Linked DNA regions of Mus musculus: region 1 is linked to region 2. Evidence: chromatin contacts called from public promoter capture Hi-C data. All regions are on one chromosome and are shown on one strand. Each heading gives the region's core, a stretch centred on a gene start, on an enhancer-like site or on the middle of the called end of the contact. The rest is flanking DNA. Distances are from core to core; before and after follow the strand shown.

Region 1 (4,716 bases), core at 1,489-3,988, 270 kb before region 2:
GTGTGTGTGTGTGTGTGTGTGTGTGTGTGTGCGCGCGTGCACGTGCGTATGTTATTGCCTCATTTTGGAAAACACAAAATGCCCAGAATACCATGTTCATTCTGTTTGAAGCCATGCCAGGTTCTTCCAGATTCAAGGGAAGGGTACAAAGGCCCTTTCTTGGTGGGAATGGCATGAGAGAATTTGCAGCCAGGTTGCAGGTGCTACCATTTGGAAGGAGAACATAAAAACTGATACCTGAGGTCCTTGACACTTGGCACTTTTCAAGTCCCTAGGTTCTTTGTGCATCTTGTGGCTGATGTTGATGTTTTGAGGCAGGCTCTAACTGTGTAGCCCAGGCTGGTCTCAAACTGCAGCCCTTAGGTCTCCAGCCTCCTGAGTGCAGGGTCTATCAGCATGCGCCACTATATCAGCTTCTTGCTTTTATTATTATTATTATTATTATTTTGTATGTAGCATCTTGGACTCAAACTAGGGATTTGTGTGCTGGAATTACAGGCAGAGCCTATTACTATGTCCTAGCCTATTACTCGCCTTTTGATGGAAGATGGAAACCCCTGTGTGGAGGCGTCTGCCTTAAAGGTTATTCAGCATATATCCCATCCCTGTTCCTATTTGCTAGAGAACCGAGAGAACTTTGTGGGGCAGAAGCACTGTGACAGGTGACATGATAACAGACAAATGGAATGGCTCCGGGCCATTGTGTTAGGGAGGCCTTTGCCAATGGGAGTAGTACATTAGGTAGCGAGGGACCCGCTGGCAGTGTGAAGATCCTTCTGGAGAGTAGGAAGCACGTTTGCAGTCACTCAGGGCATGCGAAAAATTGAGCTCTGGGAGTCCTTTATCCTTTCTCGGCATCTTGAAGAGTAAGAGCGAGGCCATCCCTCAGACTGACTCTGGGCAGGCGGACAGGGAGCTTTCCAGCACCCCTCAAGAGGCTGGAGGTGTGGCTCAATGGAGAACATCTGCTTCCTGTGTGTGAGACTCTCAGATTGATTCCTGATGTACTCCCACCCGGCTCCCAGCCAAGAACATATTCATAGGATCCAGGCTGATAGGATACTGTGGTCCTCACTGCATCCTGTAAGGGATGTGTAAAGAGAAGAGCCGAGAGCATTGAATCTTTCTCTGCCCAGATCTAAATACAGCTTGGCCCAAAGACAGCTTATCAGCTGGGAACAGACTGATCAATAGCTGATCGATAATACAACACAAAGCCTCGGTGTTCTCCATTGATCTCTCCATTAGTTGATGTTAGGGTGCCAGTGGCTCTGTGGTGGGATAGCTCATAGTCCCTGTCCAGACTCATCAAGGGCCCTCACAGTGGCCCAAGAGGGTCACGTGGGCCTGGCAGCAATACCCCTTGGACTGACTGACTAGCCAAGATGAAAGTACTTTTAAGATGATCCCTCCTTCCTTGTTCAAAGTTAAGAGCAGTTCGTAATGTTGTTTCCGCTGATTTCTAAGAGATTGGTAGCCAGGCAAATCAGGAAATTAATAACATGTGCGCTGCTTTACCAGAAGTCAATTTCTAGGAGCCGCCCAGACTGTTGCTGTTTAGTTCCCTCCAGTGTCTCAGCGTTTGTGTCAGTGTGCGAGCAGATAATCTACTTTGCACACTGCTGTGACTTTCCCGCTGTCCAGAGGGGCGTTTCCTCTCCTACTCTGAGATCTGACTGTATTCCACTTATAACCAGACCGATATTTGCAGGTAGCATTTGGTATTGATGTATTGAATTAGTCTCAAGAAAAAAATTCTGTTTTTCTTCTTTTTCTTTTTCTCTTTCTCTCTCTCTCTCTCTCTTTCTTTCTTTCTTTCTTTCTTAAAAAAGATTATTTATTTATTTTATGTATTCCCCATTGCTTTATTCAGACACACCAGAAGAGGGCATCGTCGGATCCCATTACAAATGGTTGTGAGCCACCATGTGGTTCCTGAGACCTGAAGTCAGGAGACCTTGGGGGTTCTGAAGCTTGTTCTGCTAGCTGGAAGCCTTGTAACCTGGTCACGTGACTTCTGTGAGGCTTAGCCTCCTTTTTGGGAGGGGGCATTATTTTGACACAGGGTTGCCTAGAACTTGGGATCTTCCTGCCTTGGCCTTCTTAGAAGGCCCAGAGATTACAGGTGTACACACCTCACGGGCTCACAATCCAGTTTTGAGTCACTGAACCCTGCTAATGGCTAAAATAGTATTTTTCTTCTCGAGGGTATGTGTATATGTACTGTGAACATGCTTGCTGCTTGCAGAGGCCAGAAGAGGGAATTGTATTTCCTGGAACTGTAATTACAGTCAGTTGTGAGCCACCACATGGGTGCTGGGAAACTGACCCTGGCTCCTCTCTGCAAGAGCAAACAATGCTCTTAATCTCTGAGCCATCTCTCTAGTTGCTGAAATAGTATTTCTCCTGCCGAGGTGACTTATTTGGTAATTTTAGTTGTTCTGTGTGATGGCATCCTTATCTTCTTTGTTTATGATGATTTACGTTATGTCTATCTTTGTTTATCACGATTTAGCTATGTTGACACTGGGGACTTTTCTAGTTATTGTTACTCTCTCAAATTATTCATAGTGATTACTTGCAAAAGAAAGAGCTTTATTTTGGCCTGTGTTTATGCAGGTTACAGTCCAAGAGCAGCTGGCCTGATTGCTTTGGGCCTGCAGTAAGCCGGTGCATAGCGTGGTAGGATCAGGTGGCAGAGGAAAAACCGTTTACATCAGGAGGCAGAAAGTGACACCAGATGGGAGTGGGGTGGGTTTGCATAAACTCCTTCAAGGCTATGTCCCCAATGACCTGAAGACTCCCCACTAGGTTCCTCCCAACTCCCAAAGCTCAAAAGGTAAGCTTTTTCCAACAGTGTCACTCTGGGAACCAGTTCTCAGCACATGGGGACATGCTTAGGCCACCTGGGATGAGTGTGTCTCCGACAGAGAGCTAGCTTTTTTTTTTGTTTTTTGTTTTTAAACGACGGTTCATAGAAAGCTGGCCAGTTGGGGCTCAGTAGTGATAGAACATCTGCCCAGCAGGTGCACAGCCCTCAGAGCCTCAAGTGAAAAGGAAAGGTGTAGCCGCCCTGGCAGGGGTGGAGAGATCCTGAAGAGACATTCTGGATTCTCTTCTTGGTCATCAGACTATTAAAGCAACAGTCCCAAGGAGTTAGAATTCCCCCCAGGAACCTCTTGCTGGGAGAAGGAAAATGTTGAAGCCTGGTGACAGCCAGAGGAGGAGCTTGTGTCTACTCAAAGGACATTGCATACCTACCTTTCTGAGTACACCTTGTAGGAGAGACTGGGACCCAGCATGGATGGGCCAGCAGTGGGGGGAATCACACTTGGCCAGGACTGCTTGTTGTAATTCTTGCCCTGACACCGTATTTAAAACTAAACCTCACGTCAGGATCCCGAAGATGGACTTGGGATGGAGGTGGGCAATGTCACTAGTTTACTCTGTTCTTTTTAACAATGTGACCACCAGGATGGCATCTCCTTTCTGAGCTGAGCTTCTTAGGGCCACCAGGGCTCAGGCACTAACCCAAACAGCTCTGTTTGCAGAAGGAAGGAGGTGAGGAAGGAAGGAGACAAGCAAAATGAGTGGAGACCTGGCAGGTCTGGCAGGGGCTGGGAGCAGGAGGGCCAGTGACTAATCGGGAAAGTAGCACTTCCCAGAAACTGTGGGCTCTAGCCTCCCTCGGGGGCTTCTGAGAACGACCAGCTGTGAAGCCAACTATGATCCCAGGTAGGGCTCCAAAACACAGTCAGACTACTGGTATTAACACGTTAGAAAAGGGATCAAGGCAGGTTTACAAAAATCCCCAAACCAGACTAAGCTCAGTCTCCCTTTTGATGGGATTATTAGACCTCAGATACCTTGAGTTGTAGTAAAATTTGACTAAAAGCACATGGCATTAGGCCCGTGTCCTGCCAGGAGATAGAAGGTTTGGGTTAAAGTGCTCTTGCTCTGTAGGGGTAGGGCACGAGTTGGCATGCATGCCCACCTGCTTTCTTGTTGACAGAGCTGTTGAGCAAGGTGGACGACGGACGAGATCGTTGTCATTTTTCTCAAGAGTGGCAAAGATCATGTTTGGTTTGCTGGAGGGGCCGTAGAACTGGGTTTCTACTCCAGCATGTGTCTCCACAGAGCACAGGGCACAGGCCTGTGTGGAACAACTGTGCGTATTCATAACCAAGCCGGAAGCCTCTCACCACTCAGGTGCCTCTGCTGAGGTCTAGTACTGCCATTCCGCCCAGGCCCACCTGTGGTGCTTCCACATGCCATCAAAGTGAGATGGATAGCTGAGAGATGGAACAAGAGACCTGAACTCTTAATGCACATATATTAGATCTCAGGCCAGTCTAAGGATGATGAAACGTAATGGGAGCAAATTTGAAAACAAGCAAAAAAAACCAGCTGTTCTTCTCTTCAGAGATCATGAGCATAGGGGGATGGGATACAGCTCAGCAGGCCGCTTGCCCATTTTATTCAAGGCCCTGGGTTTGATCCTCAGCACTTCAGAAAGCGTTTAACCCTTGCATGAGATTCCGAAATTTATTTAAAGAACAAAACAAAACAAGGTGGCACATGCCTGTCATCTCAGCACTCAGTGAGTGGTGACAAGAGCACTGTAGTTCCAGCCTGCACTATCTAGTGACACCCTGTGTGATGCTTTGGATAAAAATGGCCCCCACAGGTCCGTAGGGAGCCACACTTTTAGGAGGT
Region 2 (4,684 bases), core at 619-3,118:
TTAATGTATGCAATTTGGGGAGAAAAGCTAAGCTGATATAGTATGTGGTAGAGACTTAGCTGACAAGTATCTGTCAGGTCTTTTCCTTTTCTCTAACTCAGAGAGTTACAGTTTAAAAGCTAGGAACAGATGTAAATCATCTGGGCTCTGGCTGTACCGCAGTCCATAGAATGTCTGCCTTGCATGCACTAAGTCATGGCTTCCATTATCAGCACCATACATGGAAAGTAGAAGCAGGATGATCCAGAGATCAAGGCTAGCCTCAGCTACATAGAAGGTTGAGACCAGCCTAGGCTACATGAGACCTTATGTTTAAAAATATATATATTATCTGAAACTATAATTATCCACAGCTACAAAGTTTCCACATGTAGAATCCTTAAATATTTCTGAAGAATTGCAAAATTTAAGAATGGAACTTAAACTCGTCCACTCCGGTAGACAGTGGCGGTGCCCTGGATCGTTGGGAACCAAGGGCCGTTGCTTTCTGTGGCTAACCCCCTAGGTGAGGAGGAGGGCAATTGAATCAGCCAGGGCAGAGATGCAGTCTTGAAGTAGGAGAGTGAACCAAAAAGTGAAAGTTTAAAGAGAAAAAGAAATGGAGAGAATGACAGAGGAAAGAGAGCCTGTCTGAGATGGAGGCTGGCTCAGTGTGCAGTTGTTCTTATCTGTGGAAATTGCTTGCATTTCCTGAGCTGCCTGGGCAGGTTAGCAGGCCAAATGCCCTCCATAGCCTCATTAAAAATGAGCAAACACAGGATATCTGTGTTTTTCTAACCTATCTTGGTCTGACCAAAACTCAGCAGATTGTTTTTAGGAAAAAACAATCAAAGAATGTTTCACTGTTTTTCTTATGTGGAAGACACAGCCTCTGCTGATGTACTGTGTGTCAGTTTGTGTGTAGGTCTGTACTGTGTGTCTGTCTGTGTGTAGGTCTGTACTGTGTGTCAGTCTGTACTGTGTGTAGGTCTGTACTATGTGTCTGTCTGTGTGTAGGTCTGTACTGTGTGTCTGTCTGTGTGTAGGTCTGTACTGTGTGTAGGTCTGTACTGTGTGTCTGTCTGTGTGTAGGTCTGTACTGTGTGTAGGTCTGTGCTGTGTGTCTGTCTGTGTGTAGGTCTGTCTGTGTGTCTGTCTGTGTGTAGGTCTGTCTGTGTGTCGGTCTGCGCTCTGTTCCCCCCTCTCTGTCTGAAGCGTCTTGGCAGCTGCTTAGTCTGAACAGCAGCCCCTGACGGATGAGAACGGTTTTTCAACTGTGAATCCTAGCCCCACCCACTCCTCGATCTGTAGATCACCTCCCTTCCATTTTCTTCCACACTGGGGTTCTTACAGTTCTGGTTCAGCGACCTGTACAGTTTCTGGTTGGTTGGTTGGTTGGTTTGTTTTTGGTTTTTTGTTTTTTGTTTTTTTCTCTTCACTGCCTTCTTAGTTCTTATTACTACCTTTGTTAGCTCTCTGTTCCTATGACAAAATGCCTAAGGCTAGGTACTTTGTAAAGAAAGGAGATGGATTTAGTTTGCCTCAACTCTTCAGCTTCTGACTAGTCAGATAGATGAGCTCCAGGTTTAAGACCCTGCCTCAGAAAATAATGAAGAGACAGATTACTGAATATACCGAGAGTCAAGCTCTGTTCTCCACATATGTGTACACACGTGCCCTTGCACACACACTCGTTCCCAGGTATGACTATATGCATATGGACTTCGAATGAAAACCGTTCAAAGTCATCCTGCATTTCATAGGGAGGGTGTGGCCAGCCTGGATTAGGGACTGTGTGTCAAAAACCAAAACCAATAAACAAAACCCTAAATACACAGAGGAGGATCTCTGTCATGAAGCCCAGTGTGAAGAGGAAGGAGTGAGCAGAGCTGTTACTGCTCAGACGTGGCTCTGAGCCACAGTGTCCCCAGGTCCCAGCGCTGGGAGCTTGGGTCCCAGTGTATTCAAGAGAGAATTGGAGGAGTCTGTTAAAAGGCAGAAAGAAAGTCACTGAAGGATTCTCCTCAGAGGTGATTAGTACAGCCTTCCCAGAGTCTCTTAAGAGTCACTATTATTAAAAGGAAAATTGAACTTTCGGGTAGGGACCGGAGGGGGGTGGGGGGTGTAATCTCTACTCTTGAAAGACGAGGCAGGAGGATCATCATGAGTTCAGAACCAGACTAAGGGGCTGTGTAGAGAGTTCTGAGCCTCCCCTGTTTGTTGTCATTGTTTAACTCTGGAAGTCTCAGTCTCTTTCTTGTTTGTTGCCCAATAAAATACTTTCTGTTTTGCAGATTCTCGCAACCATGGAAAGGCTAGAGAAAGTAAACAGCTTTCAGGAATTTGTTCAGATATTCAGCCAGTTTGGAAACGAAATGGTGGAGTTTGCACATCTAACGGGAGACCGACAAAATGTACGTACTTATCACTTTGAGATGTCTTCACATACACTCAGACCTTTTACTTTGGGTAGAAATGTGATCTTTTTAATCAATGAACTGACTTCTTCATTCACTACATCCATGTCCTTGTTCCTAAGAACACATGGCATTGTTCCATTTGCATTGGTTATAATATGTTAGGTATTTAATATGCATGATTGATTTGAATATTCAATGCACCCCTGCATGTTGGGTGTTGCTATTGGTGGTTTTTAATGTAAGAAAACCAAACCTGGGGTGAATTTCTAAGGTCACTCTGCCATTGGACTGATTTCGGTTAAGCCTATCCCTGAAGCCTGTCAGTCTTCAACCATAACTTGATGTCTGTTTTTGGGGACCTACTCCCCAATTCAGACCAACACTTCTAAGTCTGAGGAGTGGACAACCACAGCATGTCTGGAATAGGGTTTTCCCAGCTGGGGTGTTTGCTTATGAATCCATCAGGTCTGACCTGTGGTACTGAGATGCCTCTGGGAGCTTTCCTGGTTGTAGCTACAGTTGGGAGATGGACATGGGCCTGGAAAATGTCAGGCTGGGGACTACTAATTGTCTCTAAAAAAGCTGAATATAGATGGCTGAGTGGGTAAGGGCGCTTGTCTGATTTGAATCCACAGGGTCCACATGGTGGAAGGAAATGACTGACGCCTGCAAGTTGCCCTTTGATCCCCACATGGGTGCTACGGCACTCATGTATACCCATGCCTGAGCAGACATGGATACACGTTTGACTTACACACATACTCACATGTGCAGTTGTGCACAAAATCAACAAAGAATTGTAATGCAAAGTTTTAAAAGCCACCTGTGTGGCACCTTGTCTGTGCTCTGTTCTGAAGCCATTGCTCTTTTACACTCGGCTTCATTTCCTTTTCATCCTCTCTCTTCGCCCCCTCCACTCTTCCCTATAAACATTATTAGTATAAAGTATTTTTATGACAGTTTATCATCTAACATTTCCTGGATCACTTGGGCGAGTGTGGTGTGACTCAGATTCCAAAGCCCATGTAGCTCATTTTGACTGTTTCCTGCTGGCCACATAACTGGTAAACTTCCACTGTTATTTTGATTTGTAGTTAGAAATCTGGTATGGAGCCAGCATGGTGGCTCACTACTGTAATCCTAGCTCTTGGGATTCTTCTTCTAATTCTTCTTCTTATTATTCCTCCTCCTCCTCATCTTCCTCCTCCTTGCTATGTAGACCAGGCTGGCCTTGAACTCACAAAGATCTGCCTGCCTCTGCCTCCCAAGTGGTTGGAAGATGTGGGCCACCACTGCCCTGCTCAACACTTAAGATTTTAAGATAGGAGGGTTGCTACCAGTTTAAAGTCAAACTAAGCAACTTCCAGGGTAGTCCGTGCTACATTGTAAGACCCTACCTCAAAGATCAAAAAAGAAAATAGAATTGGTCTGGAGAATATTGGTATAGGAATATTTATTTCTACCAAGGCTAGATCGAATCTTTTAAAACTTGTGGACTTTGGCTGGAGACTAGCCCTGGCTGGCCTGGAACTGACCGTGTAGACCAGGCTGTCTTCAAACTCCTAGAGATCCTTTTGCTTCTGCTTCCCCAGTGCCGGGATTGAAGGCATGCACCACCACACCGGCAGAAGTCCCTGTTAAATGTCACCTATCAGATAGAGGGCAGTAGGCAGTTTCCCACGGAGGGGTTTGCTAACTGCTTTGCCCGGGTCAAAGTCTTAGTGTTTGCATCAAGAGTTCAAGCCCTTTCTCTCTTTTCTTTTCTTTTCTTTTCTTTTCTTTTCTTTTCTTTTCTTTTCTTTTCTTTTCTTTCCTTTCCTTTCCTTTCCTTTCCTTTCCTTTCCTTTCCTTTTCCTTTTCCTTTCTTTCTTTCTTTCTTTCTTTCTTTCTTTTTTTTTTTTTTTTTTTTGGTTTTTTGAGACAGGGTTTCTCTGTATAGCCCTGGCTGTCCTGGAACTCACTTTGTAGACCAGGCTGGCCTCGATCTCAGAAATCAACCTGCCTCTGCCTCCTGAGTGCTGGGATTAAAGGCGTGCACCATCACTGCCTGGCTAAGCCCTTTCTTTCTTAATTTGGCCAGAATATGCTGAACATAGCCATCGCATTATCCAGCTTCTTTCCTCATACCCAGCAGATTCTCATAACTTAGTCACTGGACACTGGGGATTTAACAGTACATACAAAGCCTCTGTCCCCAGAACCTCTGTTTTAGAGGGTGTGGGAGGAGACAGACAGTAACACAGACACATGGACTGCAGGTCAGTGACCTCAGAGAGTGAAGCTGG

Evidence for each region. Capture Hi-C pulls out chosen DNA fragments and counts their contacts.
Region 1: a promoter capture Hi-C map of liver shows a contact between it and region 2. The contact joins two enhancer-like sites. A contact is called at or near these places in 1 of 115 datasets of contacts at active chromatin or transcription factors (large pre-B cells) and 2 of 9 other capture datasets (liver and pancreatic islet).

The regions. Positions count from the first base shown.
Region 1 is chr4:57,111,658-57,116,373 of GRCm38.p6, reverse strand. All of the region lies in intron 1 of Epb41l4b (erythrocyte membrane protein band 4.1 like 4b), which reads left to right. Among named protein-coding and RNA genes, the nearest start is that of Epb41l4b, 29 kb to the left of the region's middle. Within about 2 kb of position 2,738, at least 20 of the 459 cell types and tissues checked have an H3K27ac peak or open chromatin away from gene starts, as enhancers often do. A contact at or near this core is called in liver, where this site is marked.
Region 2 is chr4:56,839,270-56,843,953 of GRCm38.p6, reverse strand. Ctnnal1 (catenin (cadherin associated protein), alpha-like 1) reads left to right here. Exons shown (of 19, transcript NM_018761.3): 4 at 2,274-2,393. Among named protein-coding and RNA genes, the nearest start is that of Ctnnal1, 24 kb to the left of the region's middle. Within about 2 kb of position 1,868, at least 27 of the 459 cell types and tissues checked have an H3K27ac peak or open chromatin away from gene starts, as enhancers often do. A contact at or near this core is called in liver, where this site is marked.